3 separate regions of the Rattus norvegicus genome follow, and all the other regions are linked to region 1. Evidence: chromatin contacts called from public Hi-C data. All regions are on one chromosome and are shown on one strand. Each heading gives the region's core, a stretch centred on a gene start, on an enhancer-like site or on the middle of the called end of the contact. The rest is flanking DNA. Distances are from core to core; before and after follow the strand shown.

Evidence for each region. A called contact is a pair of places that touch in the nucleus more often than the background predicts.
Region 2: a contact with region 1 is called in a Hi-C map of mammary epithelial cells, with 3 times the contacts expected there. The contact joins the promoter of Bag4 here to the enhancer-like site in region 1. A contact is called at or near these places in 3 of 12 Hi-C or Micro-C datasets (Schwann cells, frontal cortex and mammary epithelial cells).
Region 3: a Hi-C map of the A7r5 cell line shows a contact between it and region 1, with 5 times the contacts expected there. The contact joins two enhancer-like sites. A contact is called at or near these places in 2 of 12 Hi-C or Micro-C datasets (the A7r5 cell line and mammary epithelial cells).

What each region holds. Positions count from the first base shown.
Region 1 is chr16:73,499,019-73,503,718 of GRCr8, reverse strand. LOC134482518 (a long non-coding RNA gene) reads left to right here. Exons shown (of 3, transcript XR_010058740.1): 1 at 1-2,958; 2 at 3,454-3,669. Among named protein-coding and RNA genes, the nearest start is that of Tacc1, 46 kb to the left of the region's middle. Within about 2 kb of position 2,853, at least 12 of the 93 cell types and tissues checked have an H3K27ac peak or open chromatin away from gene starts, as enhancers often do.
Region 2 is chr16:72,989,129-72,993,828 of GRCr8, reverse strand. Bag4 (BAG cochaperone 4) reads right to left here and starts at 2,422. Exons shown (of 5, transcript NM_001025130.1): 1 at 1,837-2,422. The coding sequence starts at 2,109. Lsm1 (LSM1 homolog, mRNA degradation associated) reads left to right here and starts at 2,248. Exons shown (of 4, transcript NM_001108876.1): 1 at 2,248-2,646. The coding sequence starts at 2,601.
Region 3 is chr16:73,116,800-73,121,499 of GRCr8, reverse strand. The region is part of intron 4 of Nsd3 (nuclear receptor binding SET domain protein 3); the gene reads left to right. Among named protein-coding and RNA genes, the nearest start is that of Nsd3, 49 kb to the left of the region's middle. Within about 2 kb of position 2,774, at least 3 of the 93 cell types and tissues checked have an H3K27ac peak or open chromatin away from gene starts, as enhancers often do.

The DNA.
Region 1 (4,700 bases), core at 1,604-4,103:
CCACAGTTTTTTGGTTATGTACTTGTGCTGAAGAAAGCCTGGCTGCCATGTGGCAGAACTGAAATGTGAACCCGCAGCCTGAATGCAAGACTCGACTTGCTATCAGTAAATCATAGCGTCCGGGGATGAGCTGGAGCTCGATGGCTAAGTGTTTGCTGAGCATTCACGAGGCTCTGTGTTCCATCTAACACACATAAACACACATACACACTCACACACACAGTCACACACACACACTCACACACACACTCACATACACACACTCACACGCATGCATGAATGCACATGAGACACACTCACAGTCACACACACACAGGCATGCATGTACACTGACAGAGAGCACACACATATGCATCATGCATGCATGCACCCGAGACACACGAGACCCACACACACTCACACACATATGCATGCATGCACACGAGACACACTCGCACACACGAGACCCACACACACTCACACACACATGCATGCATGCACATGAGAGAGACACACATGCGCACATACACACAGAGAGAGAGAGAGAGAGCGCGCGCTCTGTAGCATTTCGTAAATAAATATTTACCAGGGATGCAGCATGGCTCAGTGCTGGCCCCTGCAATCTTAGCACAGGATCACAAGTCTAAAAAAATGTGTTAACTCCACCTATTCCAGAACTCATTTCCTTCCATAGAACATTCTGTCTTGGCTCTGTGACCCATTCAGGCCAGCTTTTTCTCAAGAGTCCTCCTTTACAAAAACACAAAAAGCCGCCACCACCACAGTTCCTCCTACCTTGTCTGACTGGCCTACAAGATCATCCAAGGCCTGGAGCCTCAGACAAACAGGTCGGGTGTTTATGAGCCGGTCATGTAAGGTCTCTCCCTTTCTTTAGATCGCTCACCGGCAGAGGCTGCCCATCCCTCCCGGGGCTTTGGTAAGAGCTGTATGAACTGACCTGTGTGGTTGCAACTCTGCAAACCAACTCATTTGCAGTCCCGGCAAAGCCCTGTCTGCTCAGGTCAGTAGTTCTGTAAAGGGTCAGAACTTCTTTTCAACCAAAAACCTTTTCTTCAAGCAAGACAAAGTCGCAGCTTCTGGGCTGAAACTTACAAGAGGAGGTTACGGGACACCAGATGCCTCTGCTTTCGTGAAGGAATCGTCACAGAGAACACAGTTCTTGCATCATGACCAAGAGATGCACATTTGTGAGGTGTGTGAAGGGTGCCCTGGAACTTGGTGTGAATTGCTGGCTTTAGTCACACTCTGCTGGCCAGTGAACATGCACAGCCCCGACAGCAGGTCCTGACCCTAACCAGGCACTCGGGACACCTTGCAGAACTCCCGCTTCTGCACTGGGAGTGATGGCCGAACCCCTCTACAGGAAGCCTGCATACTGCAGCATCCAAGACGAGCACATTGCATTGCTCACCTGCTTTATAGTAAAATAATGTTTACCACCAGTGCCCCTCACAACGCCTCTGTGAGGCCGGGCTCTTATTAGCCAATGTTAGAGAGGTAGAGAGCAACGAACTGTCCAGAGTCAGCAACTGGTTGGAACCTGTTGGCATTTCGTCTAGGCTCCACCCCACAGTTACCTGGCAACAGCCAGGTGTGCCTGACTCACTAGAAAAGGGGCTGCTTGCCCCCTCCTCACTCTCTTGCTCTCTTCTCTTCTTCTCTTACTCTCTATCGCTTACCCTCTTCTCCCCATTCCCCTTCCTCCCTCTCTCTCTCTCTCTCTCTCTCTCTCTCTCTCTCTCTCTCTCTCTCTCTCTCTCTGCCTTTCTCTGCCTCCACTACCTCAACTCCCTTCCCCATGCCCTAAATAAACTATTAGGGGGAAGGAATGCCCGGCAGTGGCACACCCTTCCCCCACACCATACCACGCCCCCACCAAACCTTCTTATCTTTTTATAAAACATAACAGAACCCAGGTTTAAACCCCGGGCTTCCTAGTTTCTGAACTCAGCAGTTTGGACATGAGACCCTCCCTCTCAGGCTCATCGGTCACCTGTAAATCAGAAATTATGATGACGGCTGGCGTCTGCCTCCTTTTTTTTTTTTTCCTTTTTTTTCCCCCCGGAGCTGAGGACCGAACCCAAGGCCTTGCGCTTGCTAGGCAAGCGCTCTACCACTGAGCTAAATCCCCAACCCCTGGCATCCTTTAGACTATCTGGTGGCACACGGTACTTGTTGATAACCAGTCGGTAGGTTCTGACCGTTTAGTTCAGACCCCTTACTCATTTAGTTAACCTGTTAGAGAACAAGGCAAGGCAAGGCGAGGTGTGGCCAAAGGGCAAAATGTGTGATAAAGAGCAGAGAGTTTCGGAACCGGAGAAAGGCATCCGAAAGGTGCCTTACTTACTTCCTACCCTCCTCGGCTGTGGAAGAAGGCGCCTGAGTACCTCAGGGCACACTGACCCAGGACCACGGATGGGAGGAAGAGGATCATCCTCCGACCAGAAACACCCACGGTTCAGGCCTGGGGGAAGAGCCAGGCTCTGGTTAATCAGGGCCCTTTCTAGCCAGCCCCTTCTCTGAATGTACTCAGAGCTGACCGTACTTATGGATGCGTTTGGCCAAGTCAGACACTAGGGGGACGCAGGAGACAGCTTCATTTGACACAACTTATCTCCTAGAGTGGCCAGTAACGCTCTCTACTCAAACAGCGGTTTAAAAACGTTCTCACCTTTCCCGAGATAGCCTTGCGGCCACCCACGCTAGTAGGATGCTGCTGAACCCAGTGAAATGCCCCCAGTGCACAAGGCTCCTACCTGTCGGTCCGCAGCGGCTCGCCCCACCTGCTGCGAGGACTGGCTGGCAGGCACTCCCTCCTCCACCAGCCCTGGGGCACAGGGAAAAGGATGTTTTGTAACTTTTGGCTAGACCTTCCAGAGGCCGGACAGGAAATGTCCTCTGGGACATGGAGCTCAAGGAGTAATCTCGGGTCTTCCTGGAAGCTACTTGCAATAACTGGTATTTAAATCGCTTTGCTGCTGCCTCCCCTTTTTCCTTTCCCTACCCCCACTCTCCCCTCTTTCCCTCTCCGTCATGTACTGAAAATATTTTCCTCTGGATGAACTTGGCTCCAGAACGCTCTCCTTGTGAAAGACTTTCTCATGTTACAGAATTTAGTTTTAAAAATAAATAAATAAATCCAGAGCTTCCTCCCCGACCCCTGAACTTTTTTACTGGGAACATTTTTTTGATAGAATTTTTTTTTAAACCCTGACCCTTTGGATTCCAAGCAAACGCACGCCCACATCCCTCTTATTGGTCCCACCCTTCTTTCTTTCCGGAGGAAAACCAACAACAGCTGGGAGAAGACAGCCTTTTAATTGTGGGCGCCCAGTTGAGCCCTCTCCTGTTGGGGCGACCACCCTGTAGCCTGTATGGAGTGCAGTAAGAGGTACCCAAGGAAACAGAACTGGTTACCTTTCCAACCTATTATCTATCTCCTCTGGCACGCAGGGACAGACCCGGGGTCGCACAGGTCTGAGGGGCCCGTCAGAAGATTTGGTTGTTGGTAACCATCTTTAGCCTTTCTGTGAATGGTCACGCCACAAACTGGAAACTTTTAGATCAACTGACCTGCAGGGAAACTCAGCAATTCTCAGAGCTGATGGGGATGTGTTTGCAGTCAGGACATGGGCTATCTCGTCTATCCTTTGTCTGAGCAGAAAGCAGGTAATAAACTGATAACGTAAGCAAGACTGTAAGAAAGGGTATTTTTTAACAAGTCATCAGGTTAGAGATTTTCCTTTAGGAGAAAATTTTATTTAATGTATTTTAACTGATACATAAGGCGTAGAAACTATAATATGTGGCAATAAAATTTAACCCCCATTATTAAAAGTATTTAATTAGGGCCTGGAGAGGAGGCTCAGAGGTTAAGAGCACTTGCTGCTCTTAGGGAGGATTCTGGGTTGGCTCCCAGCACCTACATGGTGGCTCACAACTGCCTGAAACTCCAGTTCTAGAGGATATAATGCCCTCTTCTGGCCACTGAGGGCATTGCAACAGTGCACAGATAGTCATGCAGGAAAACATCTACACAAAAATAAAACTTTGAAAAGTAATTAAGTACCGATTCTATGTTTTAATATATTAAACCACAGCAGCAAAATCAACATAGAGAATACTTATTACTCTGCCTCCGAGAGCATTTGATCTCTCTGGTCCACCCACCTCAGGCTGCTCACAACTACACCTCTGCCTTCCTGGGATTCAACACCATCTTCTGGTCTATGACCCAGCACTGACCAAGTACCTACTATGTGTGTCAGGCTGGCCTATAACCCAGCACCGATCAAGTACCTACTATGTGTGCCAGACTGACCTATGACCCAGCACTGATCATATACCTACTATGTGTGTCAGGCTGGCCTATGACCCAGCACTGACCAAGTACCTACTATGTGTGTCAGGCTGGCCTATGACCCAGCACTGATCATACACCTACTATGTGTGTCAGGCTGGCCTATGACCCAGCACTGACCAAGTATCTACTATGTGTGTCAGGCTGGCCTATGACTGAGCACTGATCATGTACCTACAATGTGTGCCAGGTCTGTTAGGAAATTTCTCAGAAAACAAATTTTTCAACATCACAATTATATCAAGTATTATTACATTTTGTCTTTTAAGGTTTAGTTTATTTTAATTATGCATGTACATCTTCTTCCACTACTACTACTACTACTACTACTACTACTACT
Region 2 (4,700 bases), core at 1,173-3,672, 510 kb after region 1:
ATAATCTGCCCTATATGCACAGCTCTACTCCAAACCGCACAAGTCCCTGCGTGATGCGAACCTGAACCTTTGCAAGTCTTTCCCCAACAAGACGGACTTTTAGTTTGCTAACAGAGCAAACTCGATAGAAGCTAGTTTAAAGCTCCATTCCTTTTCCTCATCAACTGATCTTCAATTTGGGCACTTAAAGGCTGACTCCTTCATTTCTAGATCCTGTGATTAAAGTAGGTCCGTTGGCCTACTTATCCCATCCTACTTAGGGAATCAGCACAGGGAATACAGATCCTTCTTTCCAGCTAACTTATGAATACTACATGGTTTTCTTCTTATACAATTTTTAGAGAAACAATTTAGCCTACCCTTTTAAAATGTACAATTCAGTGGTTTTTAGGATACTCAGAATTTGAAACCATCTTCACCAACTTCAGAACACTGTATCACCTCAAAGCCCAGTTTTTCAACACTTTCTCCCAGTCCGCAACCCCAGCAGCCTACCAATTGCTTACTATGGGCACTACATGTAAAAGGAATCACACAATATGAGGTGCAATCTTTGTGACTAACTTCATCCACCAAGCATGATCTATTCAAGGTTCATTCCACGATGAAACAAATATGAGAGGATGGAGAGGGAGGGGGGGGAGGGGGGGAGGGAGAGAGAGAGAGAGAGAGAGAGATTGATTCATATCCTTCTAGATGTTATGTTCTAAAATGTAAGTCATGCTTGTTAATCCAGAAATCAGCTGATAACTATACAAGTTATTTCCATTTTTTGGCCATTATCATTAATGATGCTAAAAAGTATTAAATCTTTTTATGTGGACATGTTTTCCATGTTTCTGGTGTTGCTGCTGCTGTTGTTTGAGACAGGGTCTCACTATGTTGCCCTGGCTGTACTGGAACTTATTATGTCTATATGGACCAGGCTGGCTGGTCTGCTCCTGGGTGCTGGCATTAAACACACACACCACCCCTTGTTTTCCATTTCTTGAGTATACTTAAAAGTAGATCTGATAGATAAATTAATTCTGTCAGAAGTTTTATGAACAACCCAGCTGTTTTCCAAAGCCCTGTACTATTTCACAATCCTATCATGGATGTGTGAGAATTTTATAATTAATTTTCAGCAAATAAGAATGTTATTTATGAAGATCAAAAGATGTGTGCCACCATCCTAGAATGATAGCCCCATACAAGGAGAAAATAGAAATATATTTTTGGCATGTATGCAAGTAATAAAATGTTAAGGTCCAAACATACTAAGCAAGTTGATCTCTCAGGGCCTTCTTCATTCAGAAATTGGGAAGCATTAATAACATCTGTCTTGCAGTCTTGTGATGATTAAATAGAACATAAGGGTACTTTACAACATTGATTACTCCTGATTCAATTCCGGGCAGAGCTTTAGTGATAAGGAACTAAATGATCGGCCCGCCCCGTTCGGATCCGATCCCTTCCCCGCGGGAGGGGCTGCTGAGTAACGACTAGGGCTGCAGCTCCCCTAGCCACGCAGGATAAATTGTTACAGCCCAATCTCGCTAACCTACGCTCTCGGGAGAGAGATCCTGCTGCAGCCTGCTACTAAGCTTAGGAAGTCAGCGCAGAATAATTTTTCGGTTCGTTTCGTGGTAACAGGCACACTTACGATGGCTGAAGTAAAAACGAAGGGACAAATATATCCCCTCACATCTCCAGTCCTCGTCTCTGCACCCTCCCCAGAAGACGAACAAATCAGAAACCCGAGTCGTAACAAACCCTAAGTATAAACCCCTCAAATGTCCTCACCTCCGCCCAAGACTTCCCTACTGGAGCCCCGGAAAAGACTTGAAGGCTTACCTGGTGGCCTCCTCCAGCTCTGCTCGGTTCTGCCCAGGCGCCTCCAGAGGGGTAGTAGCCATCACCACCTGCGCCTTCTCCCGGCCAGGTGGTCTCGGCCGGGGCGCCCCCGCGCCCTCGCCAGGAAACCGGAGGCTGGGGAGGCTCCGGGCGAAGCGGATGGTATAAGGGCGGAGGTACGTGGACCGGGACATCGCCGCCCCCGGGCCCGTAGTAGCGGCCGTACGAAGGGCCGTCACTGGGGCCGTAGCCCGAGCGCCTCAGGGCCGACATGGGCTCCGCTGCCGCGAAGCGCTTCCCGCCCCCCACGGCCGTCCCATTGCGCAGGCGCCTGCGGGCCACAGGTATTGGCGGGCGGCGAAGGGGGTTAGGACGGCTACAGCCAATCCCGAGCCGGTCCCGCCCCTTGCACGCCGAGTGCCGAGCGGTCATGGACTGTACGGATCAACCCGGGCCTCGGAGCAGGAAAGCGAGGCGAGGGACAGCGCTTGTCACGAGTGAGGAAACGCCTATTCTCCGCCCTTCCGACCTGGACTTCACTTCACTGACTAGAAAGGAAGAAAACGTTGTCTGCGACCGAACGCCCGGCACGCCTTTTTCAGTGGATGGACAGGCGATACCGGAAGTGGGTGGGGTTACCTGAAACGCTTCCGGCGACTAGCGGTGTTTGAGTTGCAGGTGAGCGGCGGGTTCCCGTCCGCGTCCCGCCGACGGGCGATTGGACGCCCTCGCGGCCGTCCAGTGCAGCCTTGCGAGAGCTCAAAATGAACTATATGCCCGGCACCGCCAGCCTCATCGAGGACATCGACAGTGAGTACCTACTTCTCCCTCGGGGGGAGCCTGGTGTGGGACCCTTTCCCGAGTGGGCATCCCTTGAGAAGGAGTTTCGAGAGAGATCTCTGGGCCGGGGCGGGGTGGTCTGCCTTCATAGCCTCGAAGCCCATTCCCAACCTACCTCCTCTGTCCTTGAGCTGGTGACACCTCCCCGCCCCCCAAACTGTGAAACTCTTTCTGAGGGGCGCAGCATCCGACTTGTGAACGTGAAGTGGCCCAGGCGACTTCGTTCGCGTGCCCTGCCCTTCACTGCAGCATTTCAAAGTTATATTTGACGATGGATGGATGGAGAATGCTTATAGGAAGGACTCACCAACACAGAAAATGTTAAGACAACAGCAGTTGAACTTAATTAGAAGTAAACGCAGGCTTACTGCTATATAGCCAGTTTGCGGTCTTCTATTCCTATGAGGGTCATTAGCACTTTCAGATTAAAGTTAGAGAGACAGGTGTCGGAGGTAATAACCTGCTTTTCTGCAAATGCTAAGTCACCTCAAACTTACTGTTTTCTGTTCGACAGTTTTGCTTTTACTAAAAGAAGGTCAGTCCTGTACAGACCAAGAGGTTACAATTTCGTGTTTTTTGAAGGTTTAATTTTATTTGTTGTGTATTCATATCGTGTCTACATGTAATTAAACCACGTGCATATTGGTACCCAAGAAGCCACATGGCCTTCTCTTCTTTGGATCTTCTGGAATTTGGAGTTACAGACAGAGTTACAGAGTCACAGTGTGGGTGCTGAGAAAGAATCTCAGATCTTCTTCTGCAAGAGCAACAAGTGCTCTTCTGAACCATCTCTCCAGCCCCCACTTTCATGTTCTCCTTTAAAGTCTTACCTGTGTATGATTCCTCGAACAGAACTTTTAAAGCAGCGTTAAAAAAAAAATGTATATGATTGTGCACTGTTTGCTTGCCTGGTGCTGGAGAGACCAGAAAAGGATTCTGGGAATCAAACCTGGGTCCTCTGGAAGAACAGCCAGTGCTCTTAAGCACCGAGCCATCTCTCTGCTCTGTAGTCAGCATTTTAAAAGGATTCTCCCCACCCCCCCCAGCTGGGGACCGAACCCACGGCCTTGCGCTTGCTAGACAAGCACTCTACCCTTGCGAAATCCCCAACCCTTGTAGTCAGCATTTTAAAATCATTTTAATCCTGTGACTTTTCAAAAGCAGTGATTTATTCAACTTCAAACAAGTACAAGGCTATAAATTTCCTGTGTGAGTTTGCAAATTAGAGAGCATCCATGATTGTGTTGACTGGGACAAATATAATAAACTTCGCTCATATGTTTATCTACAGATGTAGCTATTAATATATACACACACTATCCACTTTATAAGCATGAAGTGTAATGAAATATTCTTTTTACCTTCACCTTCCCTTAGCTATCTGAATTACCTGAAGCGTCTAACAACAAATCTGCCATTGTACTAAACGTGATTGTGTTCCCAAGCCTTCTCATACTTCTTTGTGGATCTCAGACCCTCTCCATTACTAAAAAAAAAAAAACAAAAAAAAAACCAAAAAAACAAACCATTTGATGTACACCCTTTAGTCCCCCATTCAGACACACATAGGAAGAGTGTCTGAACCAATTTTTATAGTTGTTCAAGGTTCTTGTTTTGAGAAGGGATCTCTATATAGTCCTGTCTAACCTAGAGTGCCCCTGCCTCTCGAATTGCTCTGATTTAAGGTGTGTGCCATCATGCCTGGCTCAGCTGTGCTTGTGTCTTTGTAGCTCATATATTTGCTCAGCCTTGTGTCTCCATCGACCTGCATCCCTTCGTGAGTGACTTCGCTCATTGCAGCTTTGACTCTGCGGACCATCTTTATAGTCTGGTTTTGCTGTAAGAAGTCTTAGGGGATTGTTGTCTTTCTATTGGCTTGGTTTCATTTTTTTAAAGGGCGGCTGCCAGGCTGGCCCCTTTAAATCACAGCATTCCTTCTGTCTCCGTCTAGAAAATTCTGGAGTTAGAAACTGTGTAGCGGTGGCTCTACTCCCAGCGCTCAGGAGGTAGAGGCAGGCAGATTT
Region 3 (4,700 bases), core at 1,525-4,024, 380 kb after region 1:
GAAGTCAGAATTGGGAGTTTCACCCTATTGACGACACTGGTATAGCCAAGAGTCTGCCGAAGGATAGCAGTTAGTGTTGTTTGCTGTCTTTCTTCTTGGCACCATGTGCTGTCAAAGGCTGGGAGAGTCGATGTGGGGTAGGAATGAAGAATCTCATGCTGTCATTTGTTTATTTTTTTGCAAGGTACTATATTAGATGGTTGTATTATGTATTTTCTTGAGTTTTTTTTTTTAAAAGCAGTCTCATGTAGCCCAGGCTGCCCCCAAAGTTGCTGTGTAGCGGAGGATGATGTAAAACTTGTGATTCTCCTGCCTCCACCCTCTGCTGGAATTACAGTCATACACACCTGCTTTATGGATGTGGGAATGGATCCAGGCCTCTCTGCACGTAAGGCAAGCCAATGTGCTGTCCCCGAAGCCTGCCTATTGAGTATTTTCTCCGTGAGGAGACCCTGTGTCTGAGAAGAGTGCTCTGCTCTGAGAGCCATGTTCCAACCCTTGCTCTACGGCTTTTACCAGCGGAACCCTGTGGCCATAACTAGAGAAGCACGAACAGAGAATGGTGTTAGGTCAGCTTGTGCAGTTCCTTGGAACTTCCACCAGTCTGTTCCTGGGCATCGGGCAGGCCTTGTCAAAGAAGACTAAGTCAACTCCTGAAATAAAACAATTCCTGTGCATATCTAGGGCTCAAGAGCTTTCAGATGATGCCACACAAGAGTCATGGCTCTCCCGTTCTCTTCTCACAAGAGAGCAGTGTTTGAGATTAAGGACTTTTTACGTTTTTCTCTTTAAACTTTATTTCTTAATTTTAAATTGTTATATGTGTGCGTGGGGAGAGGGAGTACGCACATGCCTGCGGGTGCCCTTGGAGGCTTGTATGCCCTGGAGCTGAAGTTACAGGCAAGTCTCGACCTTGCTGAGGAGCGTTGGGAACTGGACTTGTCCTTTGTAAAGGCATCTGCAGTCTTCACTACTGAGTCACCCTGCAGCCCTAGGAGCTCTCACATTTGAGTCATTATTTCATCCACTAGTCAGATGACTTCAGCTAGGCCAGTGTTTTTACTTTAGTGCTAGAAAACTTGTTTATATTACTCTTAGTAATTTGAGAATCTAGAGTTTAAAAATCATTCATGTTTTGACTAAAAGCATAAATATTATTTTGTTATAAACCTTTTAAAATCTAATAACTTTTTTGAAGTATTCATTCATCTAGTAATATTTAATAATTTATTTGTTTGTTATTTATTTGAGGCAGGATCTCACTATGGAATTCTTTCTGACCTGGAACTCCTTGTTATAGACCAGGCTGTCCTAGAACTAGAACTGCCTGCCTCTTTCTCCCCTGAGCTGGAATTAAAGGTGTGCATTCTAAACCTGACTCAGATTTACCCTTTTATTTAAATGCCAGAACTTCGTGATTCTGTTTTTGTTTTTGTTTTTAAGATTTATTTATTTTATTTATATCAGTACACTGTCACTGTCTTTAGACATCAGAAGAGGGCATCAGATCCCATTACAGATGGTTGTGAGCCACCATGTGGTTGCTGGGAATTGACCTCAGGACCTCTGGAAGAGCAGTCAGTGCTCTTAACCTTTGAAGCCTCTCTCCAGCCCAACTTAGTGACTTTTTAAAAATCCATTCAAAGTTATGCTACTGTCACCACAACCTAGGAATTCTGTCAACTCCCCCCACCCCCCAAAGACATCTGACACCCAGTAGACATCACTTGGGATTCCCATACACCCTGAGGCTAGCTGTCAGTCAGTGCCTTCTCCTTAGGATCTTTGCCATTCTCCTGGCTTCTTTCACTCAGTATGATTTAGAGGTCTGTCCATGTTCTAGCATGTATCAGTACATTATCACTCTTTATTGCCAGATAGTATCCTGTTAGAGCATCTGGTATAGTTATAAAGTAGCTTCCTCTGTTCTTTTGAAAGCAAGACTCAGATTTTATTCTGCACATGATGCCTGTGAAGCACTCTGCTGCTTTGTGTCCAAGCCGTTTTGTACAGTTTATCTTGAGCATACATAGTAGTCATTGTTTTCTATATTGTTATCAGTCAGACTGGTAGCATTGGACAATATATTTATATTTTGTCCAACAATTTTTATACTATTAATAATAGTAACTCTTTGTGGGCGTGTATTGAAAGATATTTCTACCATATTTCTATTTTAAGTTGTATTTTATTGTTTAGTTCTCATTTTATTTTTTTATTTTATTTTATTTTATTTTTTGGAGCTGGGGACCGAACCCAGGGCCTTGCGCTTGCTAGGCAAGCGCTCTACCACTGAGCTAAATCCCCAACCCCTAGTTCTCATTTTAAGTTGAAATTAAATGCCTCTTCTATTTTAAAAATATTATGTATTAATTGGGGAAGGGCAAAACTCTGAGTGTAACTGACAGAACCTAAAAGATGTCCATAGTCTCAACTTCTATCTATGAAAGTATCTATCTATACTATTAAAGTTTGAGGTGGGCTTGGAGAGATGGCTCAGCGGTTACTAGAGAACCGGGGTTCGATTCCCAGCACCTACACACACTCTCACTCCAGTTTCAGGGAATCTGCTGTTCTCTTCAGGCCTCCTCGAGCACCAGGCACTGGAGCATAGACATACATACTTGCAGACAAACCACCTACATACCATAGTTATAAAATAACATTTTATAATTCCTTTTCTCTGTGCATATTTGTAATTAATAGACTTGTAAATGAAGGTTATCTTTTTCCTGGGGAAGGCATTGTTTTAGTTTGTGAAGTATCTCACTGTGTTAACCAGGCTGGCCTGGGCCTTTGATATAACATGTACTTTTACTCTGTCTGTCTGTCCGTAGGTGTGCTACCTGTGCACACACACACCGAGCTGGAAGAGGACGTTGAGTGTCCTATTGTCTATCACTGTCAACCTGATTCCCTTTGAATCAGGATTTCTTTCTTTTCTTTTCTTTTTTTTTTTTTTTTTGGAGCTGGGGACTGAACTCAGGGCCTTGCGCTTCTTGCGCTTGCTAGGCAAACGCTCTACCACTGAGCTAAATCCCCAACCCCTGAATCAGGATTTCTTATTGAGTCTGCAGTTTATCTGATGGCCAGAAAACCTAGCCTTCGTCCTGTCCCCATTTCACAGCACTGGCTTACAGGCACGTGAGGTCATGCCTGGATTCTCACCCTGGTGCTGAGGAAATGACTCATGTCCTCATGCCTGTGCAGCCAGTGTGCTTATCTGCTGAGCCATCTTCTCTTTTCTCAGCCCCATGCCTCGTGCTTGCTTTTCTCCCCTCCTCCCTTCCCTCTCCCCTTCCTCTCTTCCCTCTCCCCCTCCTCCCTTCCCTCTCGCCCCCCCTCCCTCCTTCCCGTCCCTCCCCTTCTTCTCTTCTTTGTGACAGGGTCTCATTATGTAGTGTTGACTGGCCTGGAACTCGCAGAGATCTGCCTGCCTCTGCTTCCTGAGTGTCGATCAAACAGGTGCCACCTACAGCCTTCCCATGTTTACTTTTAACACCAACAATATTGTGAACATAGTTTTATTTAAAGACTGCTTGTGAGGGTGGGTGTTTTGCCTGCAGGTGTGTATGTGCACCCATTTGCGTGCCTGGTTCCTGGGGTGCAGGAAAGTATCCTATCCTTGGAGTGGGGTTGGTTGTAAGCCTCCATGTGGGTGCTGAAAAGTGGGTGCTCTTCCAGTCCTCTGCAAGAGCAGTGAGCCCTTACCCACTTTGCCTTCTTTGTAGCCCGACTTAAAAGACTTTCTTTTTGACTCTGGAGTTTTACTCAATGAGTCTTTGGGTGTAAAAGAAGGTTTGGGGCATCTTGGTAGTGAGGCGTGGCTTGTGCTGGTGCCATAACACATACTGGGTCAATGGAAACTTGATTTTGGAGTCGTGGACCTGCTTGACACCCGGCCATCGGCACCTGACCGCTGCAGTCTCCTCCACTTCAGCTCTGATGGAGCGAGCACAGACATGGTGCTGGGTACCTGAGCCTTGGTAGCACTGTGAAGGCACGAGCGATGGTCAGATCCAATGCTCTCTCTGTGCATCTTGTCTGTGCCACTGCAGGCGTAGCACAGCCAGATGCCTAAGTTCTTCATATGCTATGGTGACTTCTCAAACACCTGCCCACAGAGCACTGTCTTCCCCTGTGACTTCTTCATCTTCTTTCACTGCCACACCAGTACCATAAGCGGGACTTGGGTCGCTACATGGCTGGGTATGAAGATGCACATTCGGAACTGTGGTGCATGTGGCAGGCACTTTGGGGTGGGCAAGCAGCACCCCACCACCTTGTATTCCCGAAGTATGCCGGAAGCCTTCATGGCAGTCGGTCCTCATACTCCACCAGCCACACATGGGTTCAAAAAGGCCTGTTAAACATGCTTTTGTTTTTAATTCTGGGTGTGGGTGTGTGCATCTGAGTGCAGTGGCCACCCAGGCTAGAGGTCTGAGAGCCCCTGAGTAGCTGGAGTTAGGGGTGGTTATGAACTGCTGACATGGGTGCTGGGACACTCTAGCCCACTGAAGAGCCCTAAGTGCTCTCCACCTGCATTACTGCTCAATTTAAAAACATTTCTTCTAAAATACACCTTTGATGGAAAGCTTAGAAGGCTTAGTCAGCTGTTGAGAGACACGCGTGTTTGCTCCTTTAGTTTTCGTGTCTTCAGGATTTATTTTGTTTTGTTTTTACTTTTTGCTTTTTCTGAC